Linked DNA regions of Zea mays: region 2 is linked to region 1. The links are chromatin contacts, called in public Hi-C maps. All regions are on one chromosome and are shown on one strand. The core of a region is the stretch at or near the end of the contact, and the rest is flanking DNA. Distances in the headings are between cores, read along the strand shown. Region 1 has its middle 6.6 kb from the start of LOC103645214. Region 2 holds the start of LOC100283050.

Region 1 (7,015 bases), core at 48-2,547:
CACCAAAATTATTGCATGAGCATAACATATTAGGTGTAAAAAATATTTTCCATATTTAAACATGTATTTTTTTACTAATTATTTTTTGCGGGAAATAATTAATTAAATTAGAAATTGTAACATAAAACATGCTTTATTGTACTTGTTATTTGCAATAGGAAATAAAAAGAATAAATAATATGGAGCATGTATATAAATTAAAATTATGTTAAAGTTGATTAATTCAACATGAATTTATATATAGATAGTACAATATTTTATATTGTAAGAAACTCATAAAACTTTAACAAGACAATTGCGCCAATTTTTAGCCACAAATTCTTAACAACAAAAAAGAGAGTTCGGCAGAGACCAGAGAGCACATGAGAGTTTTTTTTCTTAACTACCTCCACCTCCCACGCATGCATGCAATTAGCTCGGCCGTGCATGCACCCGCTCGAGCGACGCAAAAAAAAGTTGTGACTCGGTCCTTTCTCTTCCTTTATTAATGTAGCCACCGCTTTATACGGTTATTGCATGCGCTACTCCTGTGGAAGCGCAGTAATACCTAATCGGCGCGACAACCCCTAGTGGACCTCTGACGCCCGGGCGCAGACGACGTTCAAGACGTTGAACGACGCGCTGGTCGAGATCGAGGATAATATCCAATCTACTTAGAAACACATACCACTCGATTGCGTAGAGGGGAATCGAAGTCTGTCGCGTAGGACAGTTCGGCTAGGCCGGAGGACCTGCCGGCTTGACGAAGAGTTGATGCATATCTGATCTCACAGCAACGTTGAGGTAGAGCATGCTGATAACGTGTTGAGAAATACGTCACCACGGATCACCTGATCCGCTCCCTTCCCTCTCGTTAGCAGTAGAGGCACGAGAAGCTGTAGAGAACTCGTCTTCCTTTCCACAAGCACGACAAAAAAACACACAAGACACAGGGTATAGGGTTGGGCCTTTGGTCTCTTTCTCTTCTCTGTATTATGAAGGGGTGTATAAGTTCCTTATATAGAGACGTGAGACCTTCAGGGACAAAGTCGGTATTTGCCCACGTAACTTTAACTAGGGGTTACTTAACAATATTATTATTATATATGGACCACACGGAAAAGGAAATTTGGGGGACCGCCTGCCCCTAATAGGCCAGGCCTACACATCATTGTTAGGCTTCAAAGTTCCCTTGAAAAAAACAAAAAGACACTGGCGTTTCGTCAGCCTAAAAGCCCAGTTCTTCCCGGCAAGTATTCGGGGCCATTGTGAGCCCACCAGATTTGACGGAACAGGGCATTCCACTTTCACGAGCGTTGGCTCGTTTTCATCAGTCTGCCAAATGATCCGACCGAACGTCACTACTCCCTTTGCCCACTACAGTCTCCCGCCAAGCCAAAGGAAAGGAACATGAGATGAGCCAGCAGTCCTAACTGTGACGGTGTGGTCTGCAGTGCGTTGCGTGGCGTGCAGTCGGGCGTCTACATCTACAGTTCATATCCACAGATGGAGTGGGCACCGGAGCGGACAGCGGCTGCGTTGGACGCCGCACCGCGTCGGTGGCGACGTGGCGTGCTGCTGTGTGGTCGTGGATGCCGGCGCTGCTCTGCTGGCAGATACGGGTGCTGCCGAGCCTTCTTCTACGAGTCTTTCAGCCATTACGGGTGCCCGTGCCACGGCCGCACATTTTGCTTGCTTGCTCCTGGCACTATTTAGCTACAAGGCGGGCCTAGTAGGGTGCCTGTCTATGGCCCTATAGCAGGGAGCGACGGATCCCAATGCACGCAGTCGTCTTTGAAGACCACCCGCAACAGTTAAAGCATACTTTACTACTAGCTCGATCTATTGTAATAATCTCTAATAAAATTTTGAATACACATATAAATCTAGATTTGGTCAAGTTTCTTTTGTTAAAATATGAAATAAAATGTTTAAGTTAGCTCATAAATTATTATTGGAGCGCTTCCTAAACTGCAGCGTAAAGGGGCCTTTAAAAAATTGGACAGCAGTAAGTGGCACTGAGGCTGGGCCTTTTGGAACCTTACGGACGCGCTGCGACCGGCCCAAGGAATCCATGTCGCCATGCATGCACGCCACTTTAGGTTTTCTTTGTTGAGAACTACGTTACCACGGATCACCAGATCCGCTCCCTCTTCCCTCCCGTCAGCAGTAGAGGCGCAAGAAGATGTAGAGGACCCGTCTCCCTTCCCATAAGCACGACAGAGGAAACACACGAGACACTGAATATAGGGTTGGGCCTCTGGCCTCTTTCTGATCTCTATTCCATATGGGGGGTACAGGTTCTATATATAGAGACGCGATAGCCCTCAGGGCTATATTCGGTATTTGCCCACATAACCCTTCATTAGGGTTTCTCAACACTCCCCCTTGGGCGAATACCGCGACCAATACATGCCTCGTTAAAACTCCAAAAAAACCCAGTGGGAAAAAGTGGAGAAAGAGTGCATGGTGATACAAATTGCATTTGCACTTTGTTGCCTCGTTAAAAACCTCATGTGAGAAACTTCAAGAAAACTCACCAAGAGAAAAAGAGTACAACATCTGTCATCGGGACAAATTTCGATCCTCTGGGATCTAGATTCTACTGAATCTTCTACAAAGGCTAAGTTTAGAAATGTGCTCCCCCTGATCCTTGCAAAACTGTATCAATATGGCAAAATATTTTCTTCTGAAAGTATATGCACATAAAGATTTAGCAAACAGATTGTATATCCTTGCAAGGACTATTTCAGGAACTTTACCTCTACTCACTTTTAGGATATACAAGGTAAGTGCACATATCAATATAAATAAGCCACTTTGACTGATGGTGTTCGATCGACTGGATCTATATATTTGATAGAAAGTTCCATAAAGGTTCATATATTGATCATCAAGCTCATGCCTTCAGGGCATAGAATATGTCATTTATGTCTCATGATTGTGAGCAATATAAGAATTCGCTCCCCCTGACGATGACATCTGTCAAAGTCGTTATCCCTCATAACTCAAACATATTCTTCAAGATATATGTCTCATTGTTCATCTGGAATAACGAGAATGGATGAGGTTGGGGTGCTATCATTTTCTATCTTACACCACAATTTATACATAGTTGTGCAAAGCAAATAACATATAGGACTTAGGGGATAATATAGTTGCAATAGTACATATTCTAAATATGACACATCGCTTCAGGCGTTCATCCATTGCAACATCTATGATGGTGTAACAAAAGTCCATCTAAGATCGTAATCCATCAGGGATTTTTCATCGATCAGATACATCGTTATAGTCTGTCATTCTGGCATAATGGGGATATGTTGCCAGTAACACCTAAACCTTATAGGTTTCTGCCATCAGGGCTTTAGAGGATACCGTAATTCCACATCTAGTGGAAATTACCATGAGTAAAACTCATGGAATGCACATGTGCTTATTCCGTGAACTTCAAGTCCTTTGGTACCTCATCTTATTCTTTTTCGGGTCTGTATAGGTCTTTATCCCTTTATAGGGATTATCAAACTTTGGTGTTTAACACAGACTTTATTTCTTCTGGAAAGGTTCCATTAAGGAACTATAATCTCATCTAGGAGATATTCTCCCTACATAGGAGAGTGATCATTCATCAGGAATGTATTATTCGGTATGAGATTTATATGTTGCATATTTATAATTCAAATATATGAGTCCTCCTAGGATCTCATGACGGATCTTCAGAATCCTATTAACTGCATATTTTAATTTATGCCATTTGCCAGATATATTACATAGCGGAACAGTGTTTATTCAACACATATGTGGGATGGGTCTCTCACAAGACCACTTGAACCATCGCATTCACCACACATTATTTTAATAGTGCCCATAAATGTCCGAACTTCAAGCTCGTGACTTTCATTTTGCGATTATTGGTTCAGCCTCGATTGCATTTATCAATGACCCGATAAGAGAGCTTAAAGCACTCATGCCTAGGACTTTGTTTTGGATCCGTTTGCAATCTAGAGAGGTAAGATAGATGTAGACACATTTGTCTCCCACATTTAATAATGATCTTCGTCGTTTCCCAAAAACGAAAGATTCATTGTTCCGTATTCCCAGCACAATGATATTGCGCGCATTGCTAGGAACTTCATCATTAAGATGAACCTCTTCGTGAGGCAAATCACCATCAGGGTGAATTAATCGGAGGAAAGTTATCACAGACCACGTGAATCTGCAATCATAACATATGCTTTGACTAAGGCTGATGGATCATATTCGCAGGCTTCCCCGAGAATAGATCAAATACCAATAAGTCAAATGTGGATATGATATTAATCCCGGGTATATCCACATCTACATCAGGTAGAAGCATTCAGACCAATATGGTTACTCCTCAACGATTTCTGGCAAACTCCATATACATAGGAGTACACACCGAACGACAGGTTCAGTTTAGCTTTTGTGCGTTTTATAGAATATTGAGGCATTACACTATATGGGCATTCCTCCCCCTAATGCCGAGATGTTTTAAAAGCATACAGATAAAATCCCCAACCACAATCATCTAGTTGTGGGCAATGTATGCTATTGTGGTGATTTATTTGGGAAATCTTACGCACATTACAGAGAGAGGTTTTATGCAGTGAGCTTTGGACTTAGATTAATGTAGTGGCATGAATACTACATATTTGTCCTTCAACATGAAGGGTTATTCTTAACATCCAGCGAGACACGCAACAACAAGTTGCTTCATGGTTACAATTCTGCAAACTTATTGTTATTACTACCAAATGCATAGTCAATCTTTAAGATTTAGACTGATATGCGCAACACTATTTTATCCATAAGGGTCCTTCAGGGGCTCATGCATACCATTTGTTTGGAGCCATTAGTTGACTTCAGATCAACAAGTAAAATGACCATCAGGGTCTAACGCTCACAAAGTCATTCACTGGTTGCATTGTGCTTTGAGGCACATAGGAAAAATGTGTGTGTTTATATTGGTAGTAAAGTGCACGGCGTAATGCCAATGCTGCCAAGTAGATATTTTTGTTATGCAGAGATGTATAGTCCAACTCGTTTTACCATTGCCCATTGTTTACCCAATTACTCATACCGGTCTGAAATCGGGTTTCAAGTTATGCAACATTTTTTTTAGGTATTATAATTTTGGGAGAGAACTTATAACAATAGTCAAATATTTATGGTGTTGCCAGCAGGGCAAATATTTCTCCTCATATTATATACCAACTTGTTCTATAAAGCATTATTTTGATCTCTTCATTGTTCAGCAAAAAGAGAAGCTTTGGAATAGAACAGACAAGGCCAAGAATTCACTTTTTATCTGGGAAAATCACCATGTAACTAGCTTTTGATGAAGCAAATGATGATAACTGCTTGGCAAGAATGAAAATAGGACTGGTGTCCGCCAGGATCCATCTTTAACAACAAATATTACTGCCCTCATATGAAGAAATCATCAGGAGTAGAGAGGATACAACAGGTCTCTACAAGATCTTCATATTTCTATCACAAATGATCATCACTAGTAGTCTAGTGGTCAAGACATATGACTCTTCTGGCTCCGAGGACCAAGGACATGTTAATGTCTAATTTGGCTTCAAGCTCTGTGGTGATGTGGGATTTCATAGTTATTTGTCTACTCGTCTCACTTCTGGTAGATCGGAGGTAGATAATGGTAAGCATGCCAAAAGGTGGAATTCAGTGTAGTTCGGCTACATAAACCACAGGTATGTGTCCATTCAGGACCGACCTTTACCATTTAGCTTACATTGTATACCAAACTTGTCAAAGGACTATCCCGAGTCAATTCAGTGACTATAAGTATTTACAATTCTGAGAGATGTATGCAAGCATAGAGGTCCTAGATAGAACGAGTAAAGTGGTTCGACGGGAACACACTATGGTTTTCACACATACATAGTGAAAAAATTCTCAAAATAACCTCTCGATATACTCGCAACTTCGTGTTGCTGGCATTATATGTCCTTTTATCTCATAGTTTGCTTCATGTCATTCAGTGACAAAGAGAGCAATATGTCAACATCTGGTTGAGCAATGTATAACTGAGATTTATAGCCTTAAATCATTTGGTAAGGTCTTATTGCTTACTAATAAAATCCCAATTTGTGATGTCTTCTATGCCAAAAGGGCTTTCATGCATTATATTATATATCTTCGGGTTACTTCGGGTAAAACTTTATGCATGAGGAGAGAGCAGAGAATTATTTATTTGTGTTTCATAGGTATTTCATTAACTTCCCAGATCTTACAAGCACCATAGAGCTTGTCAAAGTTGTTATGGCCACTTGGCGATATATATAAATATATGATGCCACATAACACAATCAAATAAAATATATAATCAAACAAAATTGTTTATGGAGGTTGCGCGTAATGTGACTTCAGGGGCTTGAACAACCCACCATAATCCACACGAATACAAGCTCAAACGTATCCGGCGTCAATGCGTGTGCAGCCATCAGGGCTAGGACAACACAACAAGCCTTCATAACAAACGCAACAGACACAGTTGTGACTTGATAGTCGAGGTACAAGACAAGTCCACGCTACGTGCGCAATAGGCGCAATTGTGGCTCGCGGCAGACAGATAATGCCTACAGGGCATGCGAAAAATACGCGACTCAGCGATGTCGGTCTGACTCAACGGGAGCGATCCAATTAATGGAGAGCGCGACATAGCAATCACATGACGCAGCCAAGTTCGAACGGTACAAATATTGCGTCGTGTTGCCAGGGCGCAGTCAATATTCAGCTAATGCCATAACTCAGCCGATTACCAACGCAGCCTGATCGGCGTGTCTGAGTACCCATTGTACAATTTAATCGTTCGACGTGAGTCCAAAAACTCAACACATCATAAATATTTAGAGCGTATAAAAATGCTCAACATAGTCTTCACATGCATTTTTCTACTCATTATTTACTGCGAGAAATAATTGATTAAGGAAGAAACTGCAATATAAAGCAAGTTTTTTTTTCTATTTTTATTTGCAACGCAGAATAAATA
Region 2 (7,061 bases), core at 3,006-5,505, 37 kb after region 1:
ATAATCTATCTTAACCTGTATTATTAATTTGCGCAAGAGAATAATAGATATCCTACACACACACACCATGCATATATACATAAAAAATGTGGATAACTAGGAGTAACCATAAGCTTTTGGATTCGTAAGAAAATCGGCATCCGAATTCAAGCTGAGACAAAAAAAAAAATAAACCCGGGCACATCGTCCAACTAATAAGCTAAGCTCGCTAGGTTCACCTCCCTGCCTACACCATGCACACGTCCAATAAAATTTCGAACTGAGCATGCGGTCGGGCAAATTTCCAAGTTGGTGGGAGCAAATAGGCGAGCACAACAAACTCCCGCCATTCCCCAGGCGTCCAGAGGTCCGGCATTCAGCACGGCGGCATGGACCACGGACGTAGGCACGCGTCGGAACCGGCCAGTACGTACTACTCCACCGCGCAACGGGAGCTCAGCTCAGCTCAGCGAATCCCTCCGGCTCCCGTGCCGGCCCCCCACGGCCACGGCAGGCGTACGCCCCCTCGACCATCCTGTGGCGGCCAGGCCATCGCCGGCCGCTCGGCCTAGCCAGTACCCAGTAGGCGGACAGCCAGCCGGCCCAGGCCCCGTCTGTCTCCGTGACGGAGTGCCGCGCCGCGCCGAGGGACCCCCGGCCCCGTGCGCGCACGGCACGGATCGGTGCCGTGGTCCACGCCGGTCTACAGAGCCCACTAGCCCGCCGCCAGCTCAGGCTCAGGCTCAGCGGTGCCCGGTCGACCACTCCTGCCACCTTCACTCCTCTCTTCTCCCAAGCTAGTCCCCAGCCGCGCAGTAGTAGAGAACAAAAGCTTGCACTATCCATCAGAATTCAGATCCTGCATGCGCGCCCACCGGCCAACCGCCCACAGCACAGCATGCACGGCACGGCGCACTTGCCCCGCTCCGCGCTGACGCGGGCCGTGCGCGCGCGTGCGTGCTTCCCCGGATTGGCCATTAAGGAAGGGGGCGGGCGGGGGGATTCAGTAATGGCGGGACGCGCCAAAGTACAGCACGGTCGAGGAGGCGACGGGAGAGGAAACCATATGCACCTCCGTCCGCATTGCGTTGCGTTGCGTTGCGACTGCCGCATGCGCGCGCTTTTCACTCCACACCGTCCGTCCCCAGCCTAGCGTGCGTGAGCGTGCAGACGATCGAATGCCGAGGAAGAAGGCCGCGACGGCGGGTACCGGACCGGGTACGTTCGTGTGGAAAGCCTGCGTGCGCAGCGCAGGGCCGGGGGAGGGAGCGTCCGCCGCATGCGACGCCCGGAGCAACAAAGGCAGCGCGCGGAAAAGGCCAGGAGAGAGAGAGAGAGAAGAGAGAGAGAGAGAGAGAGAGAGAGAGAGAGAGAGAGAGAGAGGAAGCTAGCGCAGATCGTCCTCGTGCTTTAACTTTCTTCCAAAACAAAGATGGAGCTAACAGGTAGCTAGGGAGCTTGCAAGGCTGGCAAATCTCTCTGGCTGCTTTGGCCTCCGCTCTCCTAGCTCCATACGGATCGGAGACGCCATGGACGACGCTTTCCTGCTGCGCATATCGCATGGCGAAGAATGTAGCCATAAATGCTGCGCCGAGGGCCACAACCGGAATTGAATGCGGAACTCGGCAGCTCGCTCGCGCGCGCCTACTCTCGCCACCAACAAGTGGGAGTAAAAGCGGAAAGGAGGAGGATGCCGAAACTTAATAAAAGCGAGGAAGGAGACCACTAGCTAGCTTCATTGATCAGCTCATATATGCTGCTACGGCGCCCCTCACGCGTCCATCAGCGTTTACTGCGGGTCTGCAGCAGCTAGCCTTCGATTCGCTGCCTGCTCCCAAATTGTGCAAGGGAGCATCAAATGTGTTACGGACCCGAGCAGTGCCAGTGACATTGCAGCAGTGAAGCTGGTCGCCCAGCATTAACTTAGTACGTAGTAGAGAGAGAGAGAAGATGTTGAGAAGCAAATGGGGCTGGTTATGGAGAGACGGACGGATCAAGAACAGGTCACAGTACTCCTAGTTACTACTCTCCTGCCACACTCCGGTGACGCTGGAAAGCGCATGCGCCAGTGCGCCGCTGCTAGCCGCTTGGCATGTGGTCAAGGCAGTGGCAGGCTAAGCTGCTGTAGGAGACTAGAGGCATGTTTGGTTTCCTACCTAAGGCGCCACAATCTGCCTAACCTTAGGCGCTCGAATTGAAGAACTAAAGTTAGGCAGAAAAGTTTGGCACATTGTGGCGTCTTAGGCACCAAACCAAACAACCCCTAGGAACAGACGCTTCTGAGTTCTGATCGATGATGAACTTGCCTCTGCCCTAGCTGCAGCCAAAGCCTGCCTGGGTGGTGGACGGACGACGGACCCAGGACAGGAGCCCTGGCCGCGGAGTGAAAAAATAATCCCGGCTCTCGACAAGTCCCAAGCACGAGGAGGGGCGATGCATGCAACCCAAATCCCCAGACACGATCTAAATTTTAAATTGCAAACACAAAAGCGACTCGTACATCTCCAAGATCCATCCAAATCGGCAAATGGCCATGCCCTGCCCTCCTCCTTCCCAACACCAACGTCATGATCGTCTCATCTACGAAACACACACACACACAGCCAAAGAAGTACAATAAAATAATGAAGATGACAAGAGAACAACGGCCGTCTTCTCCATCGTAGCTAAAATCCAAGAACTGCTGCTCGCTACTGACCTAAGTAGCTAGCTTACATTTCTAGCTAAAACTCTAAAAAAAGGAAGGCAAGGAGAGGAGTACCCCCAAAAAAAAAAGGCTAGCAAGCAATACGGTGCTGAGAAAGAGAGGAGGAGATCCATGATGCAATGCGATCAGTGGTGGTGTACCTAGCTAGCACACAGTGCAGGCGCCGGCGCGAAGCGAATGGCCGGCGGTCGGTCATGGCTTCTTGCCGAGGGTGTGCTTGTTGTTGTGCATCCACACCTTGAGCACGTGGCGCTTGACGCAGACCTCCTCGCAGAACTGCTGCACGGCGGCCTCGTCGTGCTTCTGGATGCGCCACCCCAGCCGCTCCGCGAACGCCAGCATCCGGTCCTTCTGCTCCTGCGTGAACTTGGTGCGGAACCGCTTCTTGCCGGACCCCGAGCCGCCGGACGAGCCCCCCGACGGGCCGCCGCCCGGGCCCAGCGACATGCCCATCATGGGCGCCACCACCATGGGGCCGATCAGCCCGGACACGTCGTCGCCCTCTTCGCGCCCCAGCGAGTGGGAGGTGGACGGCAGCGCGAGCGGGCGCTGCATGTGCCCGGCGGCGGCCGCCAGCTGCTGGTGCAGGAAGTACCCGGCAGGGGTGCGGTAGTAGGGGGAGAACTGGTGGTGGTGCGCCGCCACGGCGGCGCCGTAGGCTGTGATGGCGGCCGGGGACAGGGCGGCGGCGGGATCGGGCGGCGCGACGCCCCCGCCTCCCGCTGGCGAGTTGTCGGACTCCTTGCGGTGGAAGTTGCGGTGGCAGCCGCAGGCCGCGCAGCGCAGCGCGTCGATGGAGCCCTCCTCGCCAGCGGCCATGAATTCGCCGCAGCCGTCCACCGCGTGCCCGCCGATGCCGACCGCGTGGTTCTTGAGGCACTCCCGGTACCTGGTGGCCCCGCCACCGCCTGCGCCTGCGCCTGCGCCTGCGCCTCCTCCCCCGAAGCCGCCTGCTGGCGGCGTCCTGAAGCTCCCGGCTCCAGCAGAATCCCCGTGCTTCGGGGTCTCGCCGCCTCCTCCGCCCAGTCCCAGCCCCGGCTGCATCGGCGCATCGTAGCTCGAGCTCACGGGCATCGGCGTCATCTCCTCGTCGCCGTCATCGTGCTCGTCGAAGTCCATGGCGGCTGACCTAGTCGGCGGCTCGTCGGCACACGGGGGAGCTTGTTTGCTATACTAGCTAGCTACTCCTACTTTGCTTTTTCCCTTCCGACTTCCAGTAGGTTCTTTGCCGAGGTTAACAGCGAGAGCTTACTACCACACATCTAGCTACAGGAGAGGGTTTGTGTTGTTCTAGCTGCTGGGACTCGTAATAGGGGAAGAGAGAGAAAGAGAGCAGACCGTGAACTGTGCACACTCCCCTGCTGCTAATTTTGACGCATCGGCAGCGGCACTGCTGCGCGGCAGCAGCCTGCAGCAGCCTGCAGGCAGGCAAGCGGCTGCTGTGCCTGTGCCTGTGCCCTTGGGGAGATGATGTAGCCACACAAACACATCTCTCTCTCTCTCTCTCTGCTTCTCGCTCTACTACTACCAATCTAGCCGTGTCTCCTGGCTACGCGCACCTGTCGCCCTGTGGCGAGAGCGAGAGCGAAAGGGTGGTGTCGCTTTGGCTCCTGTTTATATCCTGTTTATGCTGCGGTTGGGATATGGCTCCAGCCCGGTTTAAAATGGGGTTACTGATCTTGCTGAAGGCTCGAGCTCTTTTCCTCGCTGGCCTACTGATTAGGTTATTGACATCAACTTACTCTTAGTGGTCCACGTAATCATATTCAAACTTTATTCTACGAACAATACAATTTACAGTAAAAACAGTATTTTGGGTAATGATACGGGTGAATCGCACTATTTTGGGTAATGATACGCGTAAATCGCACGTATATGTACAAAGGAAGAGAGTACGTAGATCATTATTACTGTACACACGAACGTATCTTCGTGATGATCCCTGTTTCAATGCCCGGCCGGTTAGTACGCCATAGCGAATTATACCCTCAGCTTATATGTGTAGTGGAGCTGCTAATATGTTTCGACGTGGGTAGACCTGCACCTGCATAGAAAAGAGCAGGCAGTATCTCTCTATAGCCATGTTAATGAAACAACGCTAGAAGATTCGCGCACAAAGAGTCCAAGTCCGTCCCAAACATTATATAAATATAAATGATTTACATTTTCTCATTCTTGTTTTTGGATGTACCTCCCTTCTTTTGCCGTACATTTACGAAGCTGCTAGGTCACGATAGATATACTTAAAGTCTTGTACGTTCTGCAATTTCTTCAGTTTTCTGGGTCTCTTCCAAAGTAGCATGAGACTCTTTCTCATTTTTCTGATAGCTTCGTCAGCTACCTCTCGGCCATCTCTCAACCAGACTTCGGAATAAAACTTTCCACTTAGCGCAGCGGCTTCGGCCGAAGGGTTCTTAATGTCGTTGGCTGAGATCGAGAATCCTGGCTAAACCACAGTCTTTGCATACTCGCAGAGCCAACCTTCTCAAGGAGTGACACAGCTCCGCAGGCGCCGATGAAGGCGTATAAGTCTCCCCTATCACCGAGAATCTCCTCAAAACCTTCGGCTTCGCCGCTAATCCACCGAATAACTCAATCAGGATAGCCACGAATAAAATTTTGCCCCGTAGAGAACGCACCAATTTTGGCAAAGCTATCTTCCAATTTATTACAACATTCCAGGGCAACATTGTAGCATTCCTCTTTTGCTTGACGAAGCTCCTCGACATTTTTTTGAACTCTCAGCCGTTGAGTATCAGATATTTCGCGCTTTATTTGCTCGACATTGAAATTTTCAGTCACTTCATCGAGTTTCTTTTTCAATCCTTGCACTTCAGATCTGTGCAATTCTACTTGAACAAATAGCGCATACTCCAAGTCAGCAATGCGCTTCACATTTTTTGTTGCTTCATTTCAAACACCTTTACCCTCTGCTCTGCTTCGGAAAGGCTAGAAAGCCTAGCTTCACTAGATTTTAATCTTTCCACCAAAGAGAGCAGGATCTTATCCTTCTCGAGAGCTTCGTTTCTCAAAGTTATAACCTCCGAACGAAGGTTTCTAATTGCCATCTGATTGCTCTCATCTTCTGCATCTTTCTGAGCCTTTAAAGCTTTGCTAAGAATTAGACCCTGACAAACAAAGAATGTACAAATAACGATAATAATTATCACCACAAAATCGTTCATCATAATAAAAATTACCAAATATGAAGGCAAAATAAACAAACTTTCAGGCTGTTATAAGCGAGACTATCTACAAGTTGGTCCTTCGTCATTACAGACAGACCATGCTCAAGCTTCAGGTATCCCATGTTGTCCATCATTTCCCGGCAAACATCAATCTCCTTCCTGTCTGGTAGACAGTAAAGGAAGTCGTCTTCGTCGCTCCCTCTATAAACTAAGGATCCCCAAGGGTATTTAAGATTCCTTGCATAATGTTGCACTTCGGCAATTTGATCTTCGGATAGTTGCTTCCCCGAAGCATGACGAACAATATATTTTGAATCAACTTGGGAAGGTGCTTCAGGAGTAGGCAATGTTGGCTTTTCATGAAGACTTTCCTTCGCTAGTTCTGCTAGCTTAACCCTCGAAGCTTTAGCCTCAGTGTAAGTGGGAGAAGCACTTGCAGTGGGTACTTCTCTCGACTCTTCAACGTTATTTTTGGGAGCTTCGATAGAAGCAGGAGTTGGAATATTTGTAGACTTCAAAACAACATCCAAAACACTGGCCATCCTCCTTTTCTTAGGAATCATTGTTACAGCAGTTGTTAGCCTCGGCAACCCAGTTGTGGTTGGGGGACTCAACAGTTTTGATTGCTCTTCTGCCTTTGAGCTCTTTATCTCAGACTCTTCTACTGGATCGGCACTAACTTCGACCGTCACAACAGGAATCGTCTCCGAAGCTAAGGGGATAGCTTCGGCCTGTTCAGCAATCTCTATCCTCTTTGTATCAGGTATTACGGCTGTCCTTTTTATAGAATGTGGCCTCGGCCTATGAGTTAAAATTTTAACCTTCTTCAGCTTAGGCGCGGTGGAAGAGGATGAGGCTGCCATTTTTCTTTTCAACCCTTGTTTTCGAGCAGGAAAGCAGTAATCAGGATAAAAATATCCAATCACATCAAAAACTCTATTCAACCTCCTCTTTCCGTGAGCGCCGAAGGCAGTGGTCATAGCTTCATCCTCTACCTTCGTGTAAGCTCCCAGCAGCTCGTCACTGGTAGCTTCGACAACCTCAAGCCAGTCATCATTTGGCTCATCAAACTGATTTCTAAAACGTTTAGTATATCTCAGGTAAACCAAGCCACCTTCGCTAGAACCGGCAGAACACTCCTTCGGCATTTCCCAGTCATTAACGAGTGACCAAACCTTGTAAGCATT

The links. A called contact is a pair of places that touch in the nucleus more often than the background predicts.
Region 2: a contact with region 1 is called in a Hi-C map of leaf, with 2.0 times the contacts expected there. The contact joins the promoter of LOC100283050 here to the enhancer-like site in region 1. A contact is called at or near these places in 4 of 25 Hi-C or Micro-C datasets (ear, endosperm, leaf and 1 more).

The regions. Positions count from the first base shown.
Region 1 is chr1:205,195,819-205,202,833 of Zm-B73-REFERENCE-NAM-5.0, forward strand. No RefSeq gene overlaps it. Among protein-coding and RNA genes, the nearest start is that of LOC103645214, 6.6 kb to the right of the region's middle. Within about 2 kb of position 1,298, at least 17 of the 20 cell types and tissues checked have an H3K27ac peak or open chromatin away from gene starts, as enhancers often do. A contact at or near this core is called in ear, leaf and tassel, where this site is marked.
Region 2 is chr1:205,230,013-205,237,073 of Zm-B73-REFERENCE-NAM-5.0, forward strand. It overlaps LOC100283050, which reads right to left and starts at 4,256. Exons shown (of 1, transcript NM_001155952.2): 1 at 2,500-4,256. The coding sequence starts at 3,805. The coding sequence ends at 2,879.